Regions from separate parts of the Gossypium hirsutum genome. Here regions 1 and 2 are each linked to region 3. The links are chromatin contacts, called in public Hi-C maps. All regions are on one chromosome and are shown on one strand. The core of a region is the stretch at or near the end of the contact, and the rest is flanking DNA. Distances in the headings are between cores, read along the strand shown.

The links. Hi-C and Micro-C count contacts between places; a contact is called where the count stands out from the background.
Region 1: a contact with region 3 is called in a Hi-C map of leaf, with 2.2 times the contacts expected there. The contact joins the promoter of LOC107960334 here to the promoter of LOC107956978 in region 3. A contact is called at or near these places in 5 of 34 Hi-C or Micro-C datasets (callus, hypocotyl and leaf).
Region 2: a Hi-C map of leaf shows a contact between it and region 3, with 5 times the contacts expected there. The contact joins the promoter of LOC121203306 here to the promoter of LOC107956978 in region 3. A contact is called at or near these places in 11 of 34 Hi-C or Micro-C datasets (callus, fibers, hypocotyl and 2 more).

What each region holds. Positions count from the first base shown.
Region 1 is chrA05:54,446,667-54,451,423 of Gossypium_hirsutum_v2.1, forward strand. LOC107960334 reads right to left here and starts at 3,266. Exons shown (of 6, transcript XM_016896664.2): 1 at 2,741-3,266; 2 at 1,098-1,229; 3 at 834-998; 4 at 358-480; 5 at 1-56. The coding sequence starts at 1,220.
Region 2 is chrA05:54,597,232-54,601,608 of Gossypium_hirsutum_v2.1, forward strand. LOC121203306 (proline-rich receptor-like protein kinase PERK12) reads right to left here and starts at 1,304. Exons shown (of 4, transcript XM_041112487.1): 1 at 852-1,304; 2 at 608-769; 3 at 66-453. The coding sequence starts at 670. The coding sequence ends at 136.
Region 3 is chrA05:54,932,106-54,936,749 of Gossypium_hirsutum_v2.1, forward strand. It overlaps LOC107956978, which reads right to left and starts at 1,365. Exons shown (of 2, transcript XM_041112579.1): 1 at 840-1,365; 2 at 1-295. The coding sequence starts at 1,340. The coding sequence ends at 203.

The DNA.
Region 1 (4,757 bases), core at 2,016-4,515, 480 kb before region 3:
ACTTCAACCACCTGTCTTTGACCTTCATCGATTAAAACCTTTCTTGACATCACTTCCTGAAACCAAAGATCAGGTCGAAAAATCTAAAAACCAAAACTTCTGAAACTGCTCGAAACATTGAAGCTATGGGGATGTCATTCCCTCATAAGGATAGTTGCTATGTTACTTGGACTTGAGTGTGTTTCAAATTCTTTCATGCACTGAAGGGTCTTTTGAGGATCATATCCTCGTACCCACATCTGAAAACTTGTCAAACATGGGTGATTTGGGAAAAATAAAGAGTAGAAGCAACATGGGTAATTGTAACATGATACAAAACTTCTGATTTATTATTGTGGTTGAAACTAGTACACTCACCTTAACGTTTTTGAAAACTCTCCGGTTATCAGGATCAGTGACAATATTATACACAGCATCAGGGGGCAACCCGACATCGATTGTTGCCTTAAGGTAGCAAAGGGAACCTTTTGCTACACTGACCTGCCGAGCATTAGAATTTTAGTACTTAGCAAACTGATCGATTCTCAGGATAAAAAATCCAATGAAGCCCAAGAAAGTAAGTAACAGCAATGTGGTGTAAACATTGGTTATATAATTATCTTTTATTATTAGAAACAAAGGTTTTACTTCAATGTCGCTTTTACGAATGAAATGGTACTACAAAAGTATCATGCTTTGTTACTCAAACTCGGATGTGAGCAGGTTTGTGTAATTGGAGAATCTTTGGAGGATCATATCCCAATACCTATGTCCAGACACCATGTTATGGACAGAGGATGAGACTAGCAGCATTCTTCATAATGAAACCATAAAATTTCCCAATAACTCCCTACCTCTATTTCTGGAGGTGGATTAACCCATGAAGGATTTTCTCTCCAAGCTTGCAATTGTTTCTCTAGATTGATCTGCAATCCGGAAGATGAACCGTTCTTCTTCTCAAGAGAAGAGTTCAACGGTTTTATTCTGGCACCATCTTTGGCTAATCTCTTGAGCTGTGACTGTAAGAAACAAAAAAAAAAGGAATTTTTCAATCAAAGTCTAATAAAGAAAAACTGATCTATCAGCATGGCATCCGTTAAATAAGAGATATGACTAACCTTAAGGCAGTTTTGAAGTTTGCTCGGAAGTTGAACTAAAAAAGCAGAAAATGCTGGATCAAGAACCTTGGATTTTCCATTCCTCGGAGTATCTAAGCTTATTCTTTTCCCTTCCATTCTCATCTGTGAAATCTGAACATTAATAAGAATGTTAATCCATTACCAATTAAAAACTATGTTCTTTTTTCAAAAATAAAAAAATAAAAGTTCTCCTTCCAAAGATTCTGAAATTTTCGGTGGAACAGCGGATAGCACTTAGTTTTGTTACTCTGCCGCTTCATTTTTCTTAAAATACCCATATTTGGCACATTTTTGGATATGGGTATGGAAATACAATCCCTCAAGACTTCATAAAGAAAAAACTGAATGCACCTTTATCCGAGTCAGAGTAACAAAGGCACTTAGGTATCAATTTCTTGAATGCAACTAAGTACAGGATGAAAGGTATACATAGAACAAAAGCTTATCTATCAAGGTTAAATGTAAAATTGTCATTCTATGCTATGTTACTCGGATTCAGGTGAGAGTGATGGACAAGTATGTGTCCTAGACACATGATATTCATTTTCTCTACATTGTTCCATTTATTTGGGAGGTCTTTGGAGGATCATATCATCATTCTCATCACCAAAATTATGTCCGACACGGATATCAATATTTCAACAAAAGTTAAAAGAGTCGGAGCAAAATAGATCCTATTTACCAAAGATAAGAAAAAACAGATCCTTAGTTAAACTAGCAAATCACACACGCTACACTCTTTAGGATTTATGTGTTGTATCTGTAACCTAGGACCTTCGGACATAAACATAAGTAAGAAATCATATTTGGATTCAGTGTTCAGGTTGGATCAAAAACATTACAAAGTATCTTTAATTTCATCTATATTACTTGGATTTGGTGTGACCGTCGGACGTGAGTATACATCCAATACAAATATGTTCAATAGTTTTCCAAGATTTTCATGTATTTAGAAGATCTTATGAGGATCTATACACTCTACCAGTGTCTAAATATGCGACAAATTCGGGTGACAAACATGGTTTAATAAAAAATAAGAGTCATGGCAATATAGCTTTTCATCAGCTGGTTAACTGAAAGTACACGTCTCAAAGAAAGTATACGTTTACAAGGAAACCTTGGAAAGACTCCCGCAATCAAATTCAACCAACAATAATCCCCAAATACAAACCCTTGAAACAATTAATCAAACAAAGCTAATCTCCTAAAAAAATGCCACATAAAAGATTTATGCATAAATGAAACTACGACAATTTCTTAGCAGTAACTGGTTCTCAGCAAAATCCAAGATCAACTACAACCGCAATCCATCAAATAGTATGTTTTGAAACAAGAAATTGAATATTTGAATTCAAATTTCATTTGTTATATAAACTATGAAAATATGAAATTCAAGATCATAATTATCTACATGTATTTCAAATTCACCACTCCAAAAATCGACAAATTATATTTATTATAAGTTTTTATCATCGAATTTGCACCATTTTAAAATCTGAAATCCAAATTCCCAGGCCAGCCTAAAATGTTCTGATAAAAAGATAAAGGCGTAGAAATCTAACAACACTGGCAATGAAAAATTAATTTAAAGAAAAAAAGAGAGAAAAATGGGTTCAACTTACAATGTGAATCTGGCGACAAGAATATTCATTCCAGTTGAGATTCCACGTGAAAAAAAATCAGTAGTTTAGGCAATAGGAAATTGTGAGTTGAAAGCTTTTTGCTTTTGCTTCAGAATTATAGAAGTTAAGCGACAAAACAGTTGAAGCACATGAAACACGCAATTAATTTAAAGGCGGCAACGAGCTTGGTCTTCAGAATAATCAACCCCCAGAAACGGAAGATTCCTGTAAAACACGTCTAAATTCTGGACGGTGATCTTAATTTATTAATTTGAGACCCTCCTTTTTAATAGGGTTCCATTTTTATATGGATAATCTTTTACTTCTGTATCTTGGGGTTTTAGACTTCACCACGTGTCCACTTTCCCTTTTCCTTTTCAATAAATATAAATAGGTACACTTTTCCAATTATAATTTTTTTTATTTTATATTTAAACTAAAAAATTTTACTATTTAAACAGTTGGATCATTTTAATTTTTCTTTTCTTTCCCATCCCACCTCTCCCACCATCGTACTCACTCCCTCACCCCATTCAAGGGATGAAAAGTTGCTGCTCTTTTTATTCCAAAAATTAAATTGAAATAAATTTTTGGAAGATTTTTTTTTAATTTTTATTTTGTGTTTATTTAGAAGAAACAAAGAAGATAAAAAAAAATGGGAAATTAGAGATAAAGAGAGCAGCAGAGGCATTTTGGATGGTTTAAAAAATGGGAGGTCCGGTGGGGGAGGAAGAGAAGGAGAGGGATGGGGATTCTTGTTTTATTTAATATTAATATTAATATAAAATTTAAATTTATTATTATATTTTTAAAATAATATATATATAGTTTTTAAATTTTTTAAAATTAAGATTAAATTAAAATTATTTTTATTTTGAGGATTATTTTTTAAAATTATAATTAAATTAATATAATATGTAAAAGGTAATATTAAATTTATTATTATATTAGTTTTTCAACTATCACGTTAATTTATTGATTGTGACTTTAACATAAATTATTAAAATTATCAAATTATATAATATGAGTGATTAAATTATAACTATTTAAAAAAAATTTAATAGTTAAATGATTGTGTGATCCGGAAATTTAAAACCCCATAAGTTTGCTATGATAACACCTGTCCTTGTTGAAGTGTATTGAATTGGTGGACTGATTTTGATTTGGGGCAAGTGGGTTTCATATAATGATTTTATTGTTTTACATCTAAGCAAGCTGAGGCCCTACGTCTGTTATTCATTCCAAACAATTGGGGGCTTAATTATCTAGAGTATGATAATCATTATTGAAATTTGTTGAATTTTGATGATCTAATAATGTTAGTTCCAAATAAAATTAAAGAAAATTTTCTTATTCAAAGGTTTGTTTTTTAGCAGGAAAGGATAGGATTAAGCGATTACATTAGATAAAACCATAATTAAGAGGAAATAGATATGTTGCGATCTCTTCCCGACAAGTTCATAACTGAAGCCAGTGGGGACCTAAATGAACGTATCAAAGAACTACCTATATCAACACATTTAGTCATGTGATCAGCTACACCATTAAGAGTTCTCAGGGATATGTCGGATACGAATCTCCCATTTCCAACACAAAACTTGATGTAACAGCCGTAGTTCCACTAAACTACAACTAGCTCCTCCACCAGACAAAAGTAATTCAACCAACAAAGCAGTATCACACTCAACTTCAACTTTCAGAAACCTTTTATCCCAAGCTAAGAATAATCCTTCCAACATCACTCTTGTTTCAACTTTAAAGACTGACTCGTTATCAAAACTCATCGCATATCCCTATAACTAATTTGCATTTGAATCTCTAAGAACACCCCCAATAGAAACCCTTCGTTCTAAATTCGACACAGCCCATCTGAATTGAGTTTTATCCAACTCGTTACAAGAGGAGTCCAACTCGAAACACTCCCATGGTCCCTAAAGATTTCATCTGCACATCCAAATCCTGATAACTCCTAGTCCACATGTAGCTGGTATCCACAATAGCTCTAATATTCCTGTGA
Region 2 (4,377 bases), core at 54-2,553, 330 kb before region 3:
ATGTACTGAGAACTTTCACGAGATTGTTCACCTGATACACCTTAGTTACCTATGTTAGAACTTACCCTTTTTACAAGCTTTCTCGAGCTGGTGGTCGGAACCAAAGGGAGTGTGAACAACTCAGGCAATAGACATTTATCTGAAGCGACCACTGCCATAGTTCCTTGAGCCATCACTATAGCTACCACTTGATGATGGTTTAGATGCTTGAGCTTGGGATTCACCGGAACTATACCAGGACTTCCAGGAACTCGGCTTTGCACCTGATGATTCCCCAGAAATGTGATCATCACCATACATATCATAATCCGAACTGTTGCCACCGCCGAATTCCATCCTCCTGAACTTGGTAATTTCTTCACTGTACTGGCTGGAATCATATGCAGCGCTCTGTCCGAATTTTATGCCATTAGAAAGATCGGGATCTCCCTCGAAATCCAATACTCTTACCACCTATAATATGTTCAACAACTATATTCATTGCCGACATTCACCAAGATTGATTAATAAACACAATAGAATAAAAAAAAAGAAAAAAAAGCATGGAAGTGTGGAAAACCAAAACAACAGTGGGAGAAGGGAAATAGGTGGAGATTGAGAAAATTACGAGCGCCATGCGGGGCCGCTTTGCAGCAGAATGCCGAACGCATGCAGCAGCTGCCTCAATCATCCTGAACAATTCGATCTCTACCTAACGCTTGTCAAGTTGTGGATCAATTAATTCACCAAAATTGCCTGTTTCAAGGGCTTGAATCAGGAGTGGTCGTGCCTGCCAATATCATAGGGACACCTCAATTTATAATTATAAATACATCAACTTTTAGATAAAAAGTTAATTGGATGATCCATACCCATTCGACCAAGCTCTCATCCCCCAAAGGCAGAGTTGGATCAACGGGTTTACGCCTAGTTATAAGTTCTAAAAGCATAACCCCAAATGAGTAAACGTCTGATCTATCCGTCAACTTTCCACTCGATGCATACTCTGGTGCCAGGTATCTGATGAAATGCCGAAATGAAGAATACCGATAGAAAGCATAAAACCTTTAAACTCGATTATCAGCATATAACAGGTTCTAAAGTCAACAGGTTACAGGGACGACAGAAAAGGTTGTGAGAGAATCCGAACCCCAACAAAGAGCCCATCAGCTGTTGAAACCATGACCTACCCGAATGTACCCATAACTCGAGTTGAAACATGGGTTTGACTTGTGTCGATAAGTCTCACAAGTCCAAAATCTGCAACCTGTACTCAACAAGTTAGTGCTTACATTCTAATGCTACCCTTCACGCTGAAAGATAACAAAAGAAAAATATAAATAACTAGATTATATTATACACGGGGTGAAGAAAATTATATTAAAAAATATGTTCAATAAATGAATTTTTGAATTTATTTTGACAACTTTGAACCCAATTAGGTAAATCTTTATTTTAAGTTTAAATTGCTTCTTTTTAAAGATAGAAAGACAACAACATTCTCAAGATAAAAATTCTTTTTAATTATTTTACAATTAAGTTGGTTTGATAATGTTTTTAGATATAAATATTAAAATTATAAATAAATTTTGATATAATTTGCAATGTTATACATTAATTTTAATTTAGTCTATTTGTATAATCAAACTTTAATTTTGATCTAATTTTTACATTTTGTTAACCCTATTACTTATGTGACAGTTTTTTATTAAGTCATGTGAACAGATAAATTTAAATTATTTCCACTTCGATTTAAAAAAAAATCTTGAGGATGTAAGAATTATTTTTCTCAAGTGTGTTTATTTTTTAATCTATGTGAAAATATTTTAAATTTGTTTGTTTGTTTTTAACCTAATAAAATATGAGATCAACAATTTAAATACGAGTTAATGAAAAATTGTGCCATATAGATTATAAGGTTAGTGAAATGTGAAAATTGAACTAAAATTAAAGTTTAAAATATACATTCGTACCTAATTAAAATTGATGTATAATATTACAAATTGTATCAAAATTCATATATAATTTTAATATATTTTTTTATTTTACCGTAGTTTTTAAAGAGTAAAAAGAAGCATAGTGAGCTAATAAGGAAGGTTGTTTATCCTTTTGAAAAAATGTTTAATTATTAAATCAACTTTATAAATATATTGTATGAATTTATAATATGATTTTTAACTAATTTTTCAATCAAATAGTGTTATTGAATTAAGGGACGGTGATGGTGGCCATTGTACAAGGTCTCCTCTTTCTACTTATCTCTTTATATACTTTTCTTAGTTAATTAATAATGTTTCATAACAATCGAGAGGACCTTATTAAAAAAAATAAACATGAGAACATGTAACAATTAACAACGTAAGAACTCAACAAATATAAATTGAAAAAAATCTACAACAATCAACAAGCATGAATCCTACTATAGATATTGAAAACAAATGGAATTTAAAAAAAAAAATCTTTCAATGCAAGAAGCCACAAAAGCAATATGAAGGCACAACTAGAAATTGAAAATATTAAACTTTACCTAATTGGAGATGAGGGTGAATGTCTAGAATAGTGTGGAGTTAAAATTGGAAGCAGAAGGTTAGGGATTTTGGTTTTCAAACTTACGAGAAGAAAAAAAAAGAAGAAAAAAATTGATTTTTGTCTTAAAATATAATAAAAAAGATTATATTGATAAATATAATAAAAATAGAAGTTAATTTTGTTTTAAAATTTAGATTATGCCCATAATATTAGATTATCTAAAAAAGAGATCGTAATGAGATTGTACACTATATTATGAGATGAAAGGTGAGATTATGAATGGTTGGAATATTGAAATCTAAATGTCATAATCTCTATGAGATTCCGGACCGTAATTTTATATTTGACAGACGTCCCCTAAGTGTTACAAAACTTAATCAAATGTATTATATATAGTGTGAGTGTGTATATATTAAATTATTTTACACTCATAAATATATTTATAAACAATTTAAGGTAAAAAAAAAACTATTGACATTGTGGTAAGAAATGGTAAAGTTAGGCTTTGGAATCTTGTTATCTTGTGTTTAAATTTCACCATCTTTATTTTTTAGATTTATTTTGGGTTTAGAAAGTTTTTTATATATAATTTTTATATTAAAAGATGAAAATATCATCATAATAATATTTATTTTTTGGTATATTATAATAATATTTTCCATTTTTAAAAAAAATTATTTTATGTCTTTTTAATTAAATTGATGCTTGAATAATTTATAACATCAACTCAATTAAAATTTTAATAATATATATAGATATATATCCAGCTGTTAAGTGTATGCATAAGTAAATGAAAGGAACTTGACATATGAAATAAGATTTAACTTGCCTGTGCTTCAAAATATTTATCCAACAAAATGTTTGCTGACTTACCGTCTCTGTGAATAATTTTTGGATAACCTGAAAAATATACCACATAGTTCGTAAGAAATTAACACTAAAATAAGTTAATTAATTTAATTTATATATTATTTTTTTTATCAACAAAACATGTCATATCTATCACTTTATTATTATTGTTATATATATATATTGTTAGTTTATAGAAGCTTCATGCACTTGCCTTGAAATCCAACAATAATTAATTGAAAATATCTGTCATCACCTAACTCTGGTTTAAATATAAAAAATGTATATATAATGAAATTATTGGTTCTTGCTTTGCTATAAATAATCTGATTTATTTTAAATTTATACTCGATAATCTAAATGTTATATTTTTAATTATTATGATAGGGTTTTATGGCAACCGTGTAACATTCGCATCATTTGATATCATAATTTTTATTATTATTATTTTTGAATCAAGTTAATCTATTCTTATTTATTTTTTTATATTTTATTTTTGTGTCAATTGCATTATTTGATTTTGGATTAAAAGGTTTGATCTCACTAGTGAACCTTGTGCTTCAGAACTTAGGAAAAGTCAGAACTTAGGAAAAGTTAGTTATAATGACAAAGATATGAACATGCTTATAAGTTGTTGTAGGATGATTGTTGGAGATAAGTGAGTTGATGAATTGGATTATGGAACCAAGGTGGTCATCATGTTGTAGATTTAAGGATGAAGATTGTGACAAACATTTTATTCACAAACTTGGCCACTTGCTTCAACGTACAAGTTTTAGTGGCTCCAATAGAAGAATACTGAATTAGATTCTTCGTAAGGTATGCTCTATTAAACCAATTTTCTCATTCCAATAGAATCCTTGTAGTTATATGCACATGCTCCACCAGAATAAGGGCCAGTTTGGCAATGCTTTTGAAAAGTGCTGTATAAAAGTACTTTTGAGAAGTGCTTTTGAGAAGTGCTTTTGAAAAGTACTTTTGAAAAATTTAAGTGTTTAGTATTGCTGTCAAAAAGTGCTT
Region 3 (4,644 bases), core at 115-2,614:
TGTGTACCTTTGACCTAAAACATAATATGCTGCTTCTTACCCTCGACAAATAGGATCATTGTTGTCTATTCTGTTTCAATATCTCTTGCTCCTCTCTTGTCTCGTCCTTCAAGGCTATCAGTAGTCTCTTCCTCGAGGCGATCTGGGTTGTACTTTCCCATAAGCAGGGTCAATTCCTTTTCAAACCCTTCCTCAAGCTCAATCAGCTCTTCCCAATACTGCTGTGTGATTGCCAACCTTCGGTCTTGAGGAAACTACGGAAGAACCAACACAGAAGAAGGCTGAATGGAAGAACCTAATCAAGGAAAAGGAGGAGATGGTAAATCACTGTAGATCAATGGCTAAAGTAAAGATAGGCTGCAGAAGGAAATTCTAGAGGCAAAGAGAACTGTATATAGTGCACTAGTCAAAACTACAATGATCAGCTAATAAAAGAAAAAATGTATATAGTGCACTGGTCAAAACTACAGGCTTTTCTTGTAACAAACAATCCCATTTAAACAAAGACTCACTAACTCAAAACATAACCAAAGATTCCCATCACTAAAATCACCACCAACAATTTGCCTCTTTAAACATACTAACAAACTATCAATTCCTGTAGCAGAAACATCAATCATTTCTTTAACCCAAATTAATTGTTCCTTTACCGAATCAACAAGCTTTCCATACAATTTATTAACAATTCCAACAAGTAAACTTTAAAGCAACTTATACCTATCAATGACAATAGCATGTAAGTGCTTAATAGGGTTCGATTAAAACAATACTCTTGGGGATCTGGGATAGTTAACGAAAAAGGGGGTCTTAATTTCGATTGAAGAAGGTCAAAAGCTTACCTTGTCAGTGAACTGCTTCACTCGATTCAGCACCGATTTAACATCTGGGTGTTGGATTGTTAGCCCTTTCCTTTCATACCGAAGTCGGATTTTCTTGAGAAAACTGAGAAATCTGGATTTCAAGCTGTGTTTTTGTTGAGAGAAAATTGAAACTGTTGACCCTGATTTTAGCCGGAGCACGAGGATGAATTTGTGGAGGCTAAGAGGACTGTTCGCTGGTAGGTAAAAATTTGGTGGCTTTTGATTTGAAGTTGAATCTAGGTTCAAGCTTAGATAGGGTTGGAAATGATGCTTCGGACGTGAAAAAGAGGGAGAAGGTTGGAAGGAAATGGGAATCAGAGGTTTAAAAAAAAGAAGAAAATGCTCAGATGAGAAAGAAATGAGAAGGGTAAAGATGAAAACTTTTAATGCTGAATTGGTATTCCGTGGGGGGAGGCATGAATTGTAAACGGTGATTTTGCCTTGAATAAGGCTGTAATGAATAGGTCTGTAATAGCCCATTCAGCCAACCAAACAATGTAATAAGGTTGAGCCCAAGGAATAGGGCTGTAATGCTAAACCATTACAGCCAACCCAACAAGCTATAAGTGTGTAACAACTGTTTTTCAGTGGTACTAGAAACCGTGGTTTTGAAATCTCATTTTTATTAATATTTATGATTTTATTATTGTATTATACTGATTTTTGGTCTAGTAATTTTATTACACGGTTAGTAATTAGGGTATAATGGCTAAATCATAATAATTGTAAAAGTTAATTACATTTGATTTTTAAGTGTTAAAGGCTTAATTAGTAAACATGCAAGGATTTACATAGCAATTATGCCATGTCCTATTATAGTGGATGGTTGGAGCATGTATTTTGACTTTGTTTTGTTAATTATTAAGTTAAATGAATAAAATGATAATAATAACAGTAAAAGAAAAACCTAAGCGAAAGGAAAGAGAATTTTTATTGTTATATTTCTCCACTATTTAAACTCCGTTGAAGAAGAGAATAGAAAGCTTCGAACTCTCCTAAGGAATCAACCCTTGCATATAAGTCTTATTTGAGTCTGTTTTTCATAAATTTTATGTTTTTGAGATCATTTGTGACAGCCCTAAATTGACCCTAGTCGGAAAGTGGTTTCGGGACCACAAAACCGAGTCATGAAAATAATTAACCGTTATATTTGATGCTTATTATATGTATATAGGCATGTGTGAAAATTTCATGTTTGAATTTTGTTAATTGTAAGTGAATTTTGCTAAATAGGACTTGTGTGAGAAAATTTAGAAATGTGCTAGGCAAATGTTAAAGTGGCCTATTGATGCATGTTAGAAAATGTTTGTCCTTGCATGTCAAATTACCCAAAACTTAGGATGGTGGCCGGCCATGCTATGGGTTAAAATGTATTATAAACATTTTATGTTAGTGTTTTATGTTAGGAATAATAAAATAAAGAACATGGGTAATAAAATAATAGTGGTTAGTAGGAGGAGAAACAAAAAAAAATTAGCTAGGTTGCTCCTCCATTGCCGTGAATTAAAGGAAGAAAACAAAGAAAAAAAATGTTCATCTTTAACATCCCTGGCCGAAAATGCTAAGAAGAAGGGGGAAGGGGAAGTAAAATATTTGGCCACTCCTTCTAGTCTTGAATAAGGTATGTAATTCATGGTAGCTTTTGGAATTGTTGAATGTATTAAGCTAGTTACTAAGTCCCTTAGTTAGCCCATGTTCAAATTTTGAATCTTGTTGGTAACATGAGCAATCGGTCATGAGAAAATGTTCAAGAAATGGTTGTTGCTCATGTTATTTGGATGAGAAATGGTGAGTTTTGTTGTTTCATGTTAAAGTTAGGTGAATGATGATAGATGAGTGTTTGAACTATAAAAAGAATCATAGGTGAGCATTAGATACTAAGGGAAAAGAATCGGCTACCTTGTTATGAGCTAGGGTCGAATGTGAGTTTGGTTGTGTTTGAATATTACATGCTTGGTAGAATGGTGGATGAAAGTGCCGAATGTGGTCTTTGGTTTGGGCATAAGGAATAATAGTATGCATAGGTTTCGGCTTTGGTAGTACCTATGTAATTATAATTAGTTCATTTGATGGTTTGGCATGAGGTGATAGGTAAAAGTTTAAAGGTAGCTTAAGTTAATTGATTACATGTGTGTATGCTATTAGAAATTCAAGGAATTCTCAGCAAAAATGTGGTTAGGGGTTAAGTCATGGGAACTTGGGGGTATTCATATGTGGACCTTAAGATTTTGTACACTATGACTATGTGAGTTAGGTGTTAAATAACTTAATCATGTGTATGCATGACCAAGTATAATCGGCCACATGAGTAAAGAAATGGGTTAATTGATATGTGGTAAATGTTATGTGTTAAACGAAATGGAAATGATATCATATTGGAATATGTATACTCGACCACATGAATGCATACATAGATTGGTGTTGCATGTATTCGGCTATAGGTAAGCATATTGATGATTCTATCTTGACTTAGATAATCGGCTAAAGGAGAATATTAGCTAATATGTTGAATTTGGTTCATGATTTCATGCATATGACTCTAATGTCCAATATATATATGGACTAAGTACCTTGAATTTCTCTCGATGTTCAAGATGATTAAATCAATTTATTTGTTAAATTAAGCTCAAGAGCAAAGGGGAACTAAATCCGATAAAAGGAAGGAAAAAGTAATTGAATAGCCGTTGAAGTCGTTCGACAGCATCCGAGGTAAGTTTTCGAGTAATGGAACTTAGTTTATGATTTGATTAAGTCATGACATATAGCATAACAAATAAACGGAGATATAATGATTCAACTTGAATTATATATTGAGGTGACTAGTTTATACTTGTGACGGGTAGCCGAAAATGGTAATGCTTGATAAGTGACTTGTGTTTGAATTCTAGTTATGAAAATGAAATATAGATGCGTCATGATTTATTGATACGTGCATGAATATCCGGATGATAACCGGGCTAAGTCCCGAAGGCATTTGTGCTAGTGACTAATTCCGGGCTAAGTCCCGAAGGCATTTGTGCGAGTTACTATATCCGGGCTAAGTCCCGAAGGCATTTGTGCGAGTTACTATATTCGGGCTAGGTCCCGAAGGCATTTGTGCGAGTTACTATAACCGGGCTAAGTCCCGAAGGCATTTGAGCGAGTAGCTATATCCGGCTAAATCCCGAAGGTACTTGGTTTGGGAATGAGCGATCTTGCTGTAAAAATTTCAATTAATACGCTCGTAAAATCCCAACGATGAGGTATGTTTGTATATGCATTGGAATAATTGATTCCTTTTAAATAGTATTCGCTCAATCGATTAACAAGCTTTCGGCCTTTAGTCAAGTTAATACCTTATGTATGAATATAAGGGTTGGAAATATGAAGTAGGTATGATTTTGAGAATATGTGTATATGAAACTATTCGTTTAGTCATATGAATGCTATACTTCAGTTGTGCATGATTTCATTACTCAAAACTTACTAAGCATTAAATGCTTATTCCGTTTCTTTGATTCTCTATTTTATAGATTTTGGTTCGTCAGCTATCGGACTCGGGAGTGTCAAAGTCGAAGTCATCCATACTATCAAATCCCTTTTGGTACTCTTTTAGTTGAACTCTGAAAATGGCATGTATAGGACTGCCCTTTTGTTGTTAGTCAAGTACCTTCGGTAATGTATATATTTGGATAGCCATGCGAAAATGGCTTACATATATTTTGACCATAGCGTTATAATCATTTTGTATGTTGTTCATTGAGTGGTATGGAAATGTTGGTAACGATTAGCCATTGGAATGGTT